2 separate regions of the Zea mays genome follow, and region 1 is linked to region 2. A link is a contact called in public Hi-C data. All regions are on one chromosome and are shown on one strand. Each heading gives the region's core, a stretch centred on a gene start, on an enhancer-like site or on the middle of the called end of the contact. The rest is flanking DNA. Distances are from core to core; before and after follow the strand shown.

What was found. A called contact is a pair of places that touch in the nucleus more often than the background predicts.
Region 1: a contact with region 2 is called in a Hi-C map of leaf, with 4 times the contacts expected there. The contact joins the promoter of LOC100383623 here to the promoter of LOC103641439 in region 2. A contact is called at or near these places in 3 of 25 Hi-C or Micro-C datasets (ear, leaf and tassel).

What each region holds. Positions count from the first base shown.
Region 1 is chr10:97,362,506-97,369,231 of Zm-B73-REFERENCE-NAM-5.0, reverse strand. It overlaps LOC100383623, which reads left to right and starts at 1,603. Exons shown (of 4, transcript NM_001366825.1): 1 at 1,603-2,601; 2 at 3,160-3,418; 3 at 3,504-3,721; 4 at 4,344-4,719. The coding sequence starts at 1,856. The coding sequence ends at 3,677.
Region 2 is chr10:97,209,912-97,216,508 of Zm-B73-REFERENCE-NAM-5.0, reverse strand. LOC103641439 (zinc finger CCCH domain-containing protein 24) reads left to right here and starts at 2,781. Exons shown (of 13, transcript XM_008664787.4): 1 at 2,781-3,352. The coding sequence starts at 2,897. LOC103641436 (a long non-coding RNA gene) reads right to left here and starts at 5,320. Exons shown (of 3, transcript XR_004853202.1): 1 at 5,228-5,320; 2 at 5,014-5,132; 3 at 4,835-4,930.

The DNA of each region.
Region 1 (6,726 bases), core at 354-2,853, 150 kb before region 2:
CACGACGACGGCTCGGGTCGACGGCGGCGGCACCGCGTTTGCGCGGAGGAGGGCGGGTGAGCGCGGGCAGGGGAAATTAGAGAGGGAGAGAACAAATTGGTGTGCGTTCTGAGGTGCGAACGTCGAGGCTCAGCGCGCGACGTGGGCGTGAAGTCCCCGGTGTGCATGCGGGGCGTGCGAGCGGGCGGTTGAAGAGGACGGGGCTGACAGGCTGGGCCTGCGGATCTGCGGGAGAGAACGTGCGCGAGCGATGGCACCGACAAGCGGGGCTAGGCTGGCAGAGACAGATGGGGGGGGGGGACGGGCGCGCGAGCGAGTGAGACGACCCCATCAGGTGGGACCCACCGCGCAGAGAGAGGGGTGGGCGAGCGTGGCGTGAGCGGCCTTTTGCTTTTTCTTTTTCTTTCGAATTCTGTTTTCCTTTTTCTTTTTATTTTCTCTTTTGGATTCAAATTCAAATATGTCATAAATTCAAATTAGAACCCCTCAATCATAAGCATATGCATCTGTTTTGTCTAGGTAGGGCGGCACCGAACCCAAGTCCGTCTCATCAGTTCAGCCTCAACTTTGCGGCTTTGCATCCGACTTTGGACTTTAGAGTGCAGCAAACTATCTGTCTATATATATCATTCGGTTCCCCACCTGCTGCTGAGAGGATTTGTGTATATAACACACATTTTTCTTGATCTCCATTCATACTAATAAAAAAGACCACCGGATTTTTACAAGCAAGGAAGCCGTGTTGTTTCGTCGGTGCAGCCCGACGACGCGGACGTATCGTGTCGTTGCCCCACGCCACCTAAACACGCTAGGAAGAGCTGTCAGAGCATCTCCAAGAGAGGCTCTAAACATGGTCCTATTTTAAATATAGGGCTCAAAACCATAAAACATTCTTCCAACAGCGGCCCTATTTTATAAAATTTCATCAAATGGTTATAGGGCTCGGTCTCTCGGGTCCTAAATATAGTACCCATATACTGGAGCCCTATCCTCATTTCCACTTAATCTCCAACCATTTATTTCCTAATATCATGATTTATTTCCTAAATAGCATTATTTAAGGCCTGACTATTGGAGTAAACATTTCTTTTGAGACCCTAAACATTCTAAATATGGTCCTATTTCAAATTTTAGGACTCTATTTTAGAGTTTGTTGTTGGAGATGCTCTCACACAGTCACACTTGCAACCAGCTGGTCGGATCAGTCTCTCCAATTAAATTCCTTCTAGGTTTCGGTTCTCGCCTTTGCTAGTTGCTACCACCACACAGCAGGCTCCAAGATTCTGACCTGTTTAGATTTTTTGTCTTCCAAATCTGTCACCATGTATGCATTGTACTGTGCTGGCGTCGTTGGTTTCTCGTTGATATACCAAATCAAATAAAGGAATATAATGACCTTATTAATTAACTAGTTGAACAATGGTCAAACCAACGCGTGCAATGACCTTAATTATTTGCTAGCTGTAATAATAACTACTCGCTGGCGCTGGAGGATCTATGAGCTGTGTGACGTCACGCGTCCTCTGCTCTGCAGCTTCTTCTCCTCTTCCTTGCTTGCTTGCTCTTGGTCCACGGCGACCTCCTCTGGCCGAGCAAAGGAAGCAGACCTGTTCCCACTTCCTCGCATCTAAACCCACGTCACCAACCCCGACCGAACCTCCTCCTCTCTCTCTCTCTGCTCCACCTCCGTTCGTCCGACTCCGACCGCAGCCCAACTCCTGCTGACTTCAACATCCATTCCCCCGCCATTCGCGCCAGGATTACTCCATCTCTACTTCTACTACTTGTTGCTGATCCCTCCTCCCCCTCCCACCACCACCCTCCGCCGCCGGACCCTCATCAGCCAACAACAATAATGGCGTCGATCCGCCGGCCGCACTCGCCCGCCAAGCAGCACCTGCTGCGCCACCACCACCCCTTCGCCACGTCCTCCCCGCCCTCCTCGCCGCTCCGCCACTCCTCGACATCCTCCTCCCCACGCACCCACCACCACCTCCACCACCCGCACCCCTTCCTCTTCTTCACGCGCCGCCCGCTCCCGCGCTTCGCCGCCTTCTTCCTCCTCGGCTCCTTCCTCGGCCTCCTCCACTTCCTCTCCCACCTCCCCCACCAGACCCCGCACCTCCGCCCGGCGTCCTCCAGCCCCGCCGTCATCCCACGCCACCAGCTCCCCATCGACCGCCTTAACAACCACCACCACCACCACCACGACGACGACGACGACGAAAGCAACAGCAAGCTGCTCGTCGTCGTCACGCCCACGCGCGCGCGCGCCGCGCAGGCGTACTACCTCAGCCGGCTGGGCCACACGCTGCGCCTCGTCCACCCGCCCCTGCTCTGGCTCGTCGTCGAGGCCGGCGACCCCACGCCCGAGGCCGCCGCCGCGCTGCGGGGGACCACCGTCATGCACCGCTACGTCGGCTGCTGCGACAAGCTCAACGCATCCGCCTCCGCCTCCGACGACGCGCTCCGCTTCCGCCCGCACCAGATGAACGCCGCGCTCGAGCTCCTCGAGAACCACCGCATCGACGCCATTGTCTATTTCGCCGACGAGGAGGGCGTCTACTCCCTCGACCTCTTCAAACGTCTGCGCCAAGTCAGGTACTGCTTCCATTCCTTCCTTCCTTGCTCATCTTCTTCTTCTCCAATCTTCCCCCTCCACAGTCGGCCAGTCACCCCATCACCTGTTGAATTGAAGGTCCCATCTTAATTTGATGATGAATACATTCCTACTAGTGCCAATATTTATGGGTACCTTAATGTTTTGCGGTTGCCCTTATCCAACACGATTGCATTCAGCCTCTGGAATTCTTTCCGATTGCAAAGGGAGTCTGCTGTCTAATTTAGGGTCACCTTTTCCTGTTATATGCTGTCTGAATCGACTGAAAAAACCGGTACCTTTTCTTTGTTTTTTCTATCTGAGGCACAACACAATGAATACTGACTGCTGCTTGTACTGGACATAGGACTCAAAAGTTCTTACATTTCAACTCAAGAATGTTGGTTTTGTAGTCTAATATAACAGTAACATGCCAACATCAGATGAGAGACACGGGCCGGCAGTGAAATATGATGTTCTTTTTTATTGGAGAAAACTTCATTTATTATATAAATTAAACCCTGCTGTTGACTTATTGCAAACTCTCCTCCCATGATTAGGAGGTTCGGCACATGGCCTGTGCCAGTGATCTCCGAGAACAGAAAGGATGGTGTTGGTGTGGTGCTGGAAGGCCCTGTGTGCAAACAGAACCAAGTCGTGGGATGGCACACAAGCGAGCATGCCAGCAAGCTCCGTAGATTCCATGTTGCAATGTCGGGTTTCGCATTCAACAGCACCATGCTCTGGGACCCCAGGCTCCGCTCCCATTTGGCATGGAATTCAATCCGGCATCCAGACACAGCGAAACAAGGCCTCCAAGTAAGTTCTTGGTTTCTGTCTTCTGACTGTTCAGTTAATCTATTCGTACGTGCCGCATCTGAGATGGTTGTTACTTTCTTTGCAGGCAACAACCACGTTCGTGGAGCAGCTAGTGGAGGATGAGAGCCAGATGGAAGGCATACCCGCTGACTGCTCCCAAATAATGAACTGGCATGTGCCGGCTGGATCTGAGAATCTCGCCTATCCCAGAGGATGGCGAGTTGCGGCGAATCTGGATGTGATCATTCCTCTTAAATAGTATTCAACAGCTATGTTCATCAAAGCAACTGACTCCTTTGACAGGTTTGTTTTGTACCTTCCTGAAATCTGCTCTGGTTCTCTACATATACAGATGGGTTCTTAGTTGGTACCCATTTCTTACATCCTTCAACTTCACGCTTACCATATAGTATACAGAAGGGCCATTGGGTCCCCTTTCAGTTGTCTTTAGCATTTCAGCGACATCTGCTCCACAAAATCACGGCGTGTGGCGTCTCAACGAACGCTATATTAAATTAATTGTTTTCTGATTGCGACTCATTTCAGCTCTGCATTCATGATCTGCTCTGGAACCCATATGGTTGATTACAGCCAACTTTTACTTCCTATGCCCTCTTTGTTAGGTTTTAGGTTGGAAACATTTGCGTCATATCATCTATGCCTTTCATTTCTGTATCTGAAAAAAGTGTGAAATAGATCAGCTCAGCTTCTTTTCCAAAGCATAAATAATTCAGGTAATGGAATGCATTTCAAAAGCATCCAATAATCTCTAGCATATCTGCTAACATGATTGATTGGGGGTGTGGCCCAAATTTCTTTTTGTCTGCATCCATCGTCTTTATCCTTTCCACTTGTGAATAAGTTCACATCATGTCTAATATTTTTCTTACCTCAGCTATAGCTAATTGCCGTTGCTGTTTTCCAGGCATATACTATAGAAATTAAGCCATGAAGTTTTGGCTTATATAGCGCAGAGGAATCCCAGGTTGACTACATTGGAGAAGCAGCTCTTCAGAAGGGGAGGAGGCTTTCAGGTTCTGCGCAACCTCATGCAGAATTTCTGTTGTTATAGTCCAACTTTTGGGAAATATTTTGTAGGATGAAAATTATATGAAGCCAGTCATCTTGCTGCAAAGCCGTGCATTGTATATGTTCATGTTGTTTGTATTCTTTCTTCTTCTTTTTAGTTCGCAGGCCAAAAGGCAATATGTAGGATTTTTTTTTTAAAAAAAACTTATGTTTAGCTACACATTGTTTCAGGAGTTTTAGTAAAAGCATGTCACCTTATCTTCAAGTGCTGCAGATCTTCTTGTTCATGTGATGCTCCTTTACAAGTGCTAAATTTCTTGGTTCTTGTTCATGTGATCGATTGTAAGGCTATTCTCTATGGGAGGTTTCACGTCCCTGTTTTCAAGAACGCCACATTAGGTTGGCGGATGAATAGAACACCATGTAGAGTTTCATTTCACCGTTTCCTAAGCTAATCAGTGCAATTAAATGCTAGTAAGTCTCATGATCTAGTGTCGCATGTTCATTTGTAGCCAAAAAATAGTAACTTCCTTGAGATAAATGTGCTGCCTGATGTGGACAATCGAAGATCTCACAGAACATCTGCCAAAAAAAATCTTTTTTATCTGTAGCCAAACTGGACAATCGACGAACTCAGCCAAACTGGACAAAAAAGCCATCGACGATCTCACAAACTGAACATCTGCAAATCTGAAATAACAGGAAATGGACAATCAGAAGAGAACATGGCTTGGTTCTTTTTTATATAAATAAGATATATTCTTTTTACAACGCCCACATTTGTAACATATAAAGATAATATGTTCCATGAGTTCATAAATACTTTTTAACGACCCCATATTTTTGCCAAATATGCTCAACGGAGTCCTTTAATTTTAGATGAGCTGCACGATCTTGAAGATCTGTTTGATTCTCTAGCACTCTTTAAATGGAATGGATTCACCAAAGGAGAATTCAGGTTGTTCGACGATGGCAGAACATGCAGCCTCATTCAAATCAAGACTCTCTTTAATATCCTCTTTCTTCTCATCTTCGACTATCATGTTGTCAAGTATGATGCAAGCTTGTATAATGTTCTCAAGCTGTTTTTTTTATCATGTAGACGAGCTGGTCACTTCAAAATACACCATCGACATCGTAGGACACCAAATGCTTGTTCAATATTCTCCCTTTCGCCTTCTTGATGATTAGCAAACTCCTGATCTTTGTCATTGATAGGCATGGATATTGACTTAACAAAAATAGCCCATTCCGGATATATTCCATCAGCTAGATAGTAACCCTGGTCGTATTGATTCCCATTAACCATATATTGCACTCGAGGAGCTTGCCCTTTGAGTTCTTGGATGAACAATGATGATTGTTGCAGGACATTGATATCATTATTAGAACCAGCAACACCGAAGAATGCATGCCAAGTCCAAAGATCATGTGAGGCCACAACTTCAAGAATCAGAGTTGGTACTTTTTGATCACCTCAAGTGAATTGACCCTTCCATCCAACAGGACATCCTTCCCATTGCCAGTGCATATAGTCAATACTCCCAGTGCCGGCACATGTTGCTGACCATGGCCCTTCGCAGCAGCGACAGAGCGGTGCCGCCCTGCACCTGAGGAGCTCTGATTCGTTGGGTCCATCGCGACACAAGACGAGGAAGCAGACCTGGGAGGTGCGTCCGCCGACAGACCAAGTACCTGCGGGAGCAGATGACGGCGCCCTCGACCAGACGGCGACGCTCCGTGAGCAGATGACGGGGCATATGGGAGCAGGTGACGGCGGACCAAATCCCAGCGAGAGTAGGTGAAGGCAGGGATGGCAGGTTTGGGCCTCAAACGCGCGTGCGAGTGGGGGAGGAGAAGCCACAGTGGATCTCGGGATGAAACGATATGGGCCTCGATGAGGTTTCCACGATTTTATATGTCTTGGAAACGGGTTGGCAGAGTTTGATAGGGATGAAACTGGTTCTTTCTCTCTCCCCATTAAATCATTGACATGTCATCAAAACTATTGATATGTTGATGTGTCATACTCCCTCCGTTTCGTTTTAATTGTCGCTGGATAGTGCAAAATTGAACTGTCCAACGACAACTAAAAAGAAACGGAGGAAGTAGTAATTGATGTCATGAAACTCTCCATGAAACCCAATTGAGAATAGCCTAATCTTCCAGTTTTCGTGTGCCGAGGCAGTCTTGCATTCCTCATGGACAGCTGGATATATACAAGAATAGAACGTGAGTAGTAACGACTAATGAGGACGCGTAATTCGAGCGTATATTGA
Region 2 (6,597 bases), core at 1,532-4,031:
GGGGCTGGCAAGCAGGGCCCACAGACTGAGGGAGTACGGACGCACGCGGGCAATGCGGTGGCGCTGACAGGGTGGGCCCACCGAGAAGAGAGAGAAAGGGGGAAGTGGGTGCGCGACTAGGGTGGACCAACTGGGTCGAAAGGCCGAGGTGGAGAGGGTCCTGTGCTGATTTGGTTTTTTATTTTATTCCGAATTATCTTTTCCTTTTCTTTTTATTTTCTCTTTTGGATTCAAATTCAAACATGCCACAAATTCAAATTGGAATAATTCAAGCATATGCATCAAACAAAAATTAGAGTTTAGGGTCAGCATGATGCAACATATCATACTACCCTAGATTTTGATCTACTAGAGTAATAATACATTTCCAATTAAATAATCTAAACCCTACTCAAAGGAAGAGAAAATAAATATATAGAGAGTAGAAAAGAGATAACACCTGAATTTAGTAGATATTATAGAAGAAATTTTATACCCCAAATTTAGAGTGTTACAATCTGTCTGTGTTAACTTTTTGTGCGAGGGATTCCTATATCGCCCCTCATGCCTAATTCTGTAGCGGGTTCTCTCGTGCTAGTGAAACTTTGGAAAGGCCTCGTAGTGCTACCCTGTCTTGCCTCCTCGGTAGAGGTGTATGAGATCCGTACAACCCGTGGCAGATGGGTATCACGACTTGTGGGTAAATATGCGCAACCTCTACAGAGTGTAAACCTAGTATATCAGCCGTGCTCACTGTCATGAGTGGCTCGATCCATCACATGAGTAATTTATGGAATTAAACTTAATTTGTCATATGCATTGCATTGTGAGATTTATTATCAATTGTGATATCTTATTTAATTAGGATGGTATATACTTATACTTAGTAATTGCTAATAAAATTTTGACCAGCTTATTAAAAGCAATGCTGAGCCTTAACCATTTTTCCTTGGTAAGCCTTACACTTCACATGAGCCCCACCGTAAGTGAGCTCATGCACATTGTTCCCCACAACTTGTTGAGCGATGAACGTATGTGAGCTCACTCTTGTTAAGCTCACACCAGGTCAAGAACAGTTACCGCTGGAGGAGCATGAAGGATACTACGATGAGTTCGGAGAGATCTAGACCATCGTCTCCGAGTCAACTATAGTTGCGAAAGATCATTGCCATCATATGATGTAATTATTTAACTATTTTGTATAGAACCCGTATATGTAATAAATATGTGACATTGATTTCTGTACATGAGTCATCATATGCGTGATACTTGATCATAACACGCATTTGAAATGCGCCCCGGTTTGCCCTTAAATATGGGTGTGACACACGTCCTCTCAGCTGCCCACACCTAACTGGATGTTGTCGAAGGCGTAGTTCTGTGAAGTCGTCTCCTTCACGGAGTCGTGCCCTCGCGCACATGTGAGTTACAGAAACGGGTGAGTGGGCCTCACTCGCCAGCTCCGTTTTCCCCGTCCGAAGCGAACTCATCTTCGAGTTCGTTGCTGATCCGACGATTGAGCAAGCTCCGCACCGCCCAAACGTGCCCCCCTCACACCTATATAAGCCACTGCAAACCCTTAGATCTATCCAAGACTTAGAAGCCTTTGTTATCGAGTTCTAGCAAACCGTTGCTGCTAGAATCACGAAGCCAAGCGTCGTCGCAGCGAAGACAAGCAACCACCGTCGTGTGGTCCTCAGTGAGTAGCGTAGGAGCTTCATGAAAGGGAAATGGGATTTAAGCCAATAGTTTTGGTGCTTGATGACCATCACAACCTTATAGACTAACTAGTTTGATAAGTGAATGAACGCAGGTCCATAAGAATGAAATTGGAGAATTGAATATGAACAATAGCTCAAACCAAGGCTAGAAGGGGAATAATTTGGAAAAGATGAACTATAAGTAGTTCATGAGTTTGGATAAGTTCTAAATACCCTTAGAAATGCTTTTGAGCACCTTAAAGGGATTGAAAAGATTAGACTTTAGAAAGGTGCATTGGAACTAAGTTAGAGCCAAAATTGGAATCTAAGACAGAGAATTCAAAAAGATGAACTATGACCTATACTAGTTGGACAAACTGCCCAAAAAGGATTTAAGTGTGCTGCTCTGTGGTGCACCAGACCGAGTTCGATGTGCGCCAAACCGGTTACATAGAGAGGGTTTATTTCAGGCTTTTGTGTGGGATGGTGCACCTGATCACTTATGCAAAGAGGCTATTTTTCAGAGTTAAGGACTTCGGCGCACCGGACTTGGTCCGATGAGCGTCAGACTTGTCAGAGTTCAACGACCAACTTTAGAATTCAATGGATAGCTGACGTGGAAGCACACGTGGCAGGGTCCGGTGCCACTGACAAGACAACTTTTCTATCAGAATGGTCACTGATCTCACAAGCGTGGCAGAGGTTCGACGGTGCACCATTGGTTGTCGCGTGGGGGGAGGGGGCGGTACAGACACATGGGGGGAGGGGTCGTGAGAGAGGGAGATGAATGGGGATTGATCCAAATAATATTGTCTATTGAATTTGAGTGGGTAAAGGATATGAGTTATCTAGCGATCTGAATCGTTGGTTTTGATGAGATTATCCAACGATCTAAACCTCTGGGTGTAATTTTTTGGTGGATTTAGTGAAAGTTATGGGTATGAGGGTGATTTGGTTGAGTGAGTTTTGCTAAATTTAAACTGATAGATTATATAGTGGCACGATGTAGTACAACCGTCGAAACTGTAGTAGATAAGAGAAAATAGATGAGGGAGACAACATATGGATCAGAATAGAGAAGGCCGTTTTCCAGATGAGAAAGCGAACAACTAACGGGCCACTTGCAAAAAAAGGCCCAAGACGAGAATTCCTTTCGTTGCGCGTTGCAAGTGCAAGTGCAACCCGCCGATCCGCGCACACAGCCGACCGCCGCCGCCATGGAGGACGTCCTGACACCGCCGCCGCAGCCGGAACTCGTCGGAGAGAAGCGTAAGAGGGATGAGACTTCGCTGGATGCGTCCATTGAAGACGCTCCAGCCGCCCCCGCCTCCACCGGCGGCGCCGAGGATGCGGCCGGCAGCGACGTCGCCCGGCACCCGATGTGGAAGACGAGCCTGTGCTCCTACTTTCGCCGTCGCGGCGCCGGCGCCGAAGAGTGCAGCCACGGGGAGTCCTGCCGTTACGCGCACACCGAGGAGGAGCTCCGCCCGCGTCCCGACGGCACCTGGGACCCCACCTCTGACCGCGCCAAGAAGCTGCGCAAGGTCGCCGCGGAGGCCCAGGAGGAGGCCGAGGAGGAGGTCACGGTGGATGAGCAGTCACTTGAAAAGTGCCTCGTCGGGCTCCCCATGGGGTGGACGGCTGATAGGCTCAAGCCCTTCCTCCAGGACCAGGCAAGTAGTACTAGTGCTGAATTCCTTCTTGTTCTTGGTTTTATTGGACAGTGTCTCGTACTGTTGAATCTAGTACTATGCATTGCCCGTAGGTATCAGCAACTAGAACTATATTTAATGCCAGAGCTCGAGAAGTTTGCTTAATCCATTGAAGCCTGAACCAATACTGATTCGATCCAGCAGGGGCGTCTAAGCGATCATGGTGTATGAGTGTTTTAGGCAGCTTAAGTGTAATTCGTATAGGTACATGTTGTTAAATATCAACACCAACACATTTGGAGTCTCATGCAGTCAATTTCTCCCTTATCCTTTAAAAAAGGAATAAGGATATGCATTCGTGAATCCTGTTAGTTTATGCTGAATTACCAACCTAATTGTTGAGAAATTTGGAATTATGCTATTATGAGAAGTGGGTTTCGCCGGATTGCCATCAAATATAGGGGTTTCGTCGAGGTGCCCGCTAAAATGCCATTTCGCTATTTAAGAAAAAGAAAAACCAATTTAATTTAGTTAAAGCAAGCAAGCTGATAGATTTACCATTCTTCTCTCCTCACCAGCGTGATGCTGCTCATATTTTTGATGTGCCCGCTCGGCTGCTCCTCTTTGCAAAGTTTTGCTAGGCGCTAGGCGGAATCTAGGCGATGACCCTTAGCCTAGGGACTAGTCCAGCCTAGGCTAGCCTAGGCGATGCTAGGCGTTTTTCTAGGCGTTTTGCTAATTTTTATAATATATACATTTATAGATAAAAAATAGGGAAGGACCAGTAGACATACCTTAGGTCCTTTGTCCTTGCAGATCTGCTGATTACTGAATCCTCAAGCACTGCTGCAATAGAAGTGGACAACACTTTTAATGCAATTGGGCATCAATACAAGTGATAAAAAAATAGGAAATAGCAAGTTAGGTACTTATCTGAGGTCTGACCCTTCTTTCATCCATTAAGTACTGATCAACAACATAGGATAGCCTTTTGAAATCACAAACATGAAGGGACAGCAGGCAGCAACACATATAAAATGCATAGCAGACTAGCAGTAAGCAGTAGCAATATACATCACATGATTCACTTCTCACAAGTCACAACACAAAACACAAGCACACAGCAGGAGTTCTAAGTTCACAAGTTAAAGATACATGGATGCATAATAAAAGCTAAAACATGACACGAAGCTGTCTCACACTTAGGGTTCATCCATCTCATACTCATCCTCATCTTCATCAAACTCTTCTTCTTCGGACTCAAAACTCTTCTTCATTGAGCTCTCTCACCCTTGCACTTCTACGCAGCTCTAGTTGTTCTTCTGCTCCCACTGCATCTCCAAGCACAGACCAAGGTATCCCTGTACCTTCCATGACTTCTTCCTCATCTTCCTCATCTCTAAAGGAAACTAATGCACAATCATCTCCATTCTCTTGGAGGAAACCTTGAGCTTCAGTTGTATCACTAGACAAGAGAACATCAGTAATTTTCTTGGACTTGATCTTTGCTCTCTTATTAATCAGCCTGTTGTTGAATTGAATGTAGACCAACTTGTTGAGGCGGTCTGTAGTAAGCCTATTTCTCTTCTTAGTGTGCACCTATAAATTAAAAATAAGAGCCCTTTTAGTTCTGCAATTTTATTGTAATGCTGCTGTAATTTTGATAAAAGATAGGTACTAACCCCATCAAACCCACTCCAATTTCTTTCACAACCAGAAGAACTTGCTGTTAAAGATAGGATCTTGGTAGTCATCTTATGTAGAGCTGGTGTTTCAGTTCCATAAAGCCGCCACCATGATGCTGAAATAAAAACCTCTCTATTAGTTAGTAGGTACAACAGATTGCTTGTTACAATGCTGAAATAAAAAACCTCTCTATCAGCAAACAACTGTTACCTGGATTATAATCAAAGTTTTCAAAAGTACTTGCAAGCTTCTTGCTAAATGGGCCTTCTCTATTTTGAAACTTCTGGAGTTCGATGTTGGCTGCTTGTTCTTGCATTTCGTCGTCATGATAATAAAAAGTCTCCACACAACTGATAAAACCTTCTGTTATTTTGGGAACATCAAAGATTGATGGGTCAGCATAACTGTAGTGTGGATTCAACAATTAAGCTGTCAAATGCAATGGAGAATCAAGTCTTCCAGCCATCTTCTTCTCAATAACAACAACACCATCCTTGAAACGGTTCTCAACATTGCCAAGGGCCTCTTTGACCTGTCTCTTTGCCTTCAATAGTTCTCCATATACAAAGCCCATGGATGGCTTCACATCTCCAACCAAACGGAGAACTTTGAACAATGGCGCAAAACAGCCAATGTCAACTTCACATCCTTCCAAAAGCTTGGATTCAATATAGTTGCTGTGGCATTTTTCCCTTCTTTGATTTCACATCCTTCAGTGAGTCCCACCTACTATGAACCACCATCTTTCGTAGCTGGTCCTTCTTTTCTTGTATGCTATCCAAAGTTAGATAGTTTGAAGCAAACCTAGTCACTCCTGGCCTTACTATCTCTTTCCCCTCAGTGAAGTATCTCATGCAAGAGGTCCAAAACTTAGTGACAGGGAACGAGGAACGATGGCGCGATCCGCGTTCTGGGAACTTCGTCCCGAAACGAGGAATGGGAACGATCGGGAACACTCCAATAAACGCTCGCGGAACGTTGTATACCAAAGATAGGAACACTTACCTTGAGGAAGCCGCGCCGCCGCGCTGCCGTCGTCCGGCCGCCGCGCTGGGGCGCGCTGGGATGATGCGCCGTCCGGCCGCTGGACGTTGTGTCGCGCTGGGAAGAGGATAGCCGCGTGGAAGAGGAAGGGAAGAGGAAGGGGAAGATGAAGAGGAAGGGAAGAGGAATCGACTGATCGTTCGCGCAGTGGGGAAGAGGAATCGCGCGCCGCGTCGTTGCAGTGGCCGCCCGTGGAAGAGGAATCACACACCGCGTCGTTGCAGTGGCCGCCCGTGGAAGAGGAATCGAGCGCCGCGTCGTTGCAGTGGCCGTCCGTGGAAGAGGAATCGCGCTGCCGCGTTGCAGTGGGGAAGAGGAATGGACTGGCCACCCTCCACCGCGTAGGAAGCCGAGGGGTTAGGAGAAGAGGAAGGGATAGAGGCGTAGGGTCGCAGGGAGCCGCGTAGGAAGGGAAAGGGATAACCGCGTAGGGTTGCAGGGAGCCGCGTACTGGTTGGTCCGCTGGTATTTAAATATACCTCAATCTCAATCCACCGATGCACAACGCCACAACACAACTCAAACCTCAACACAGA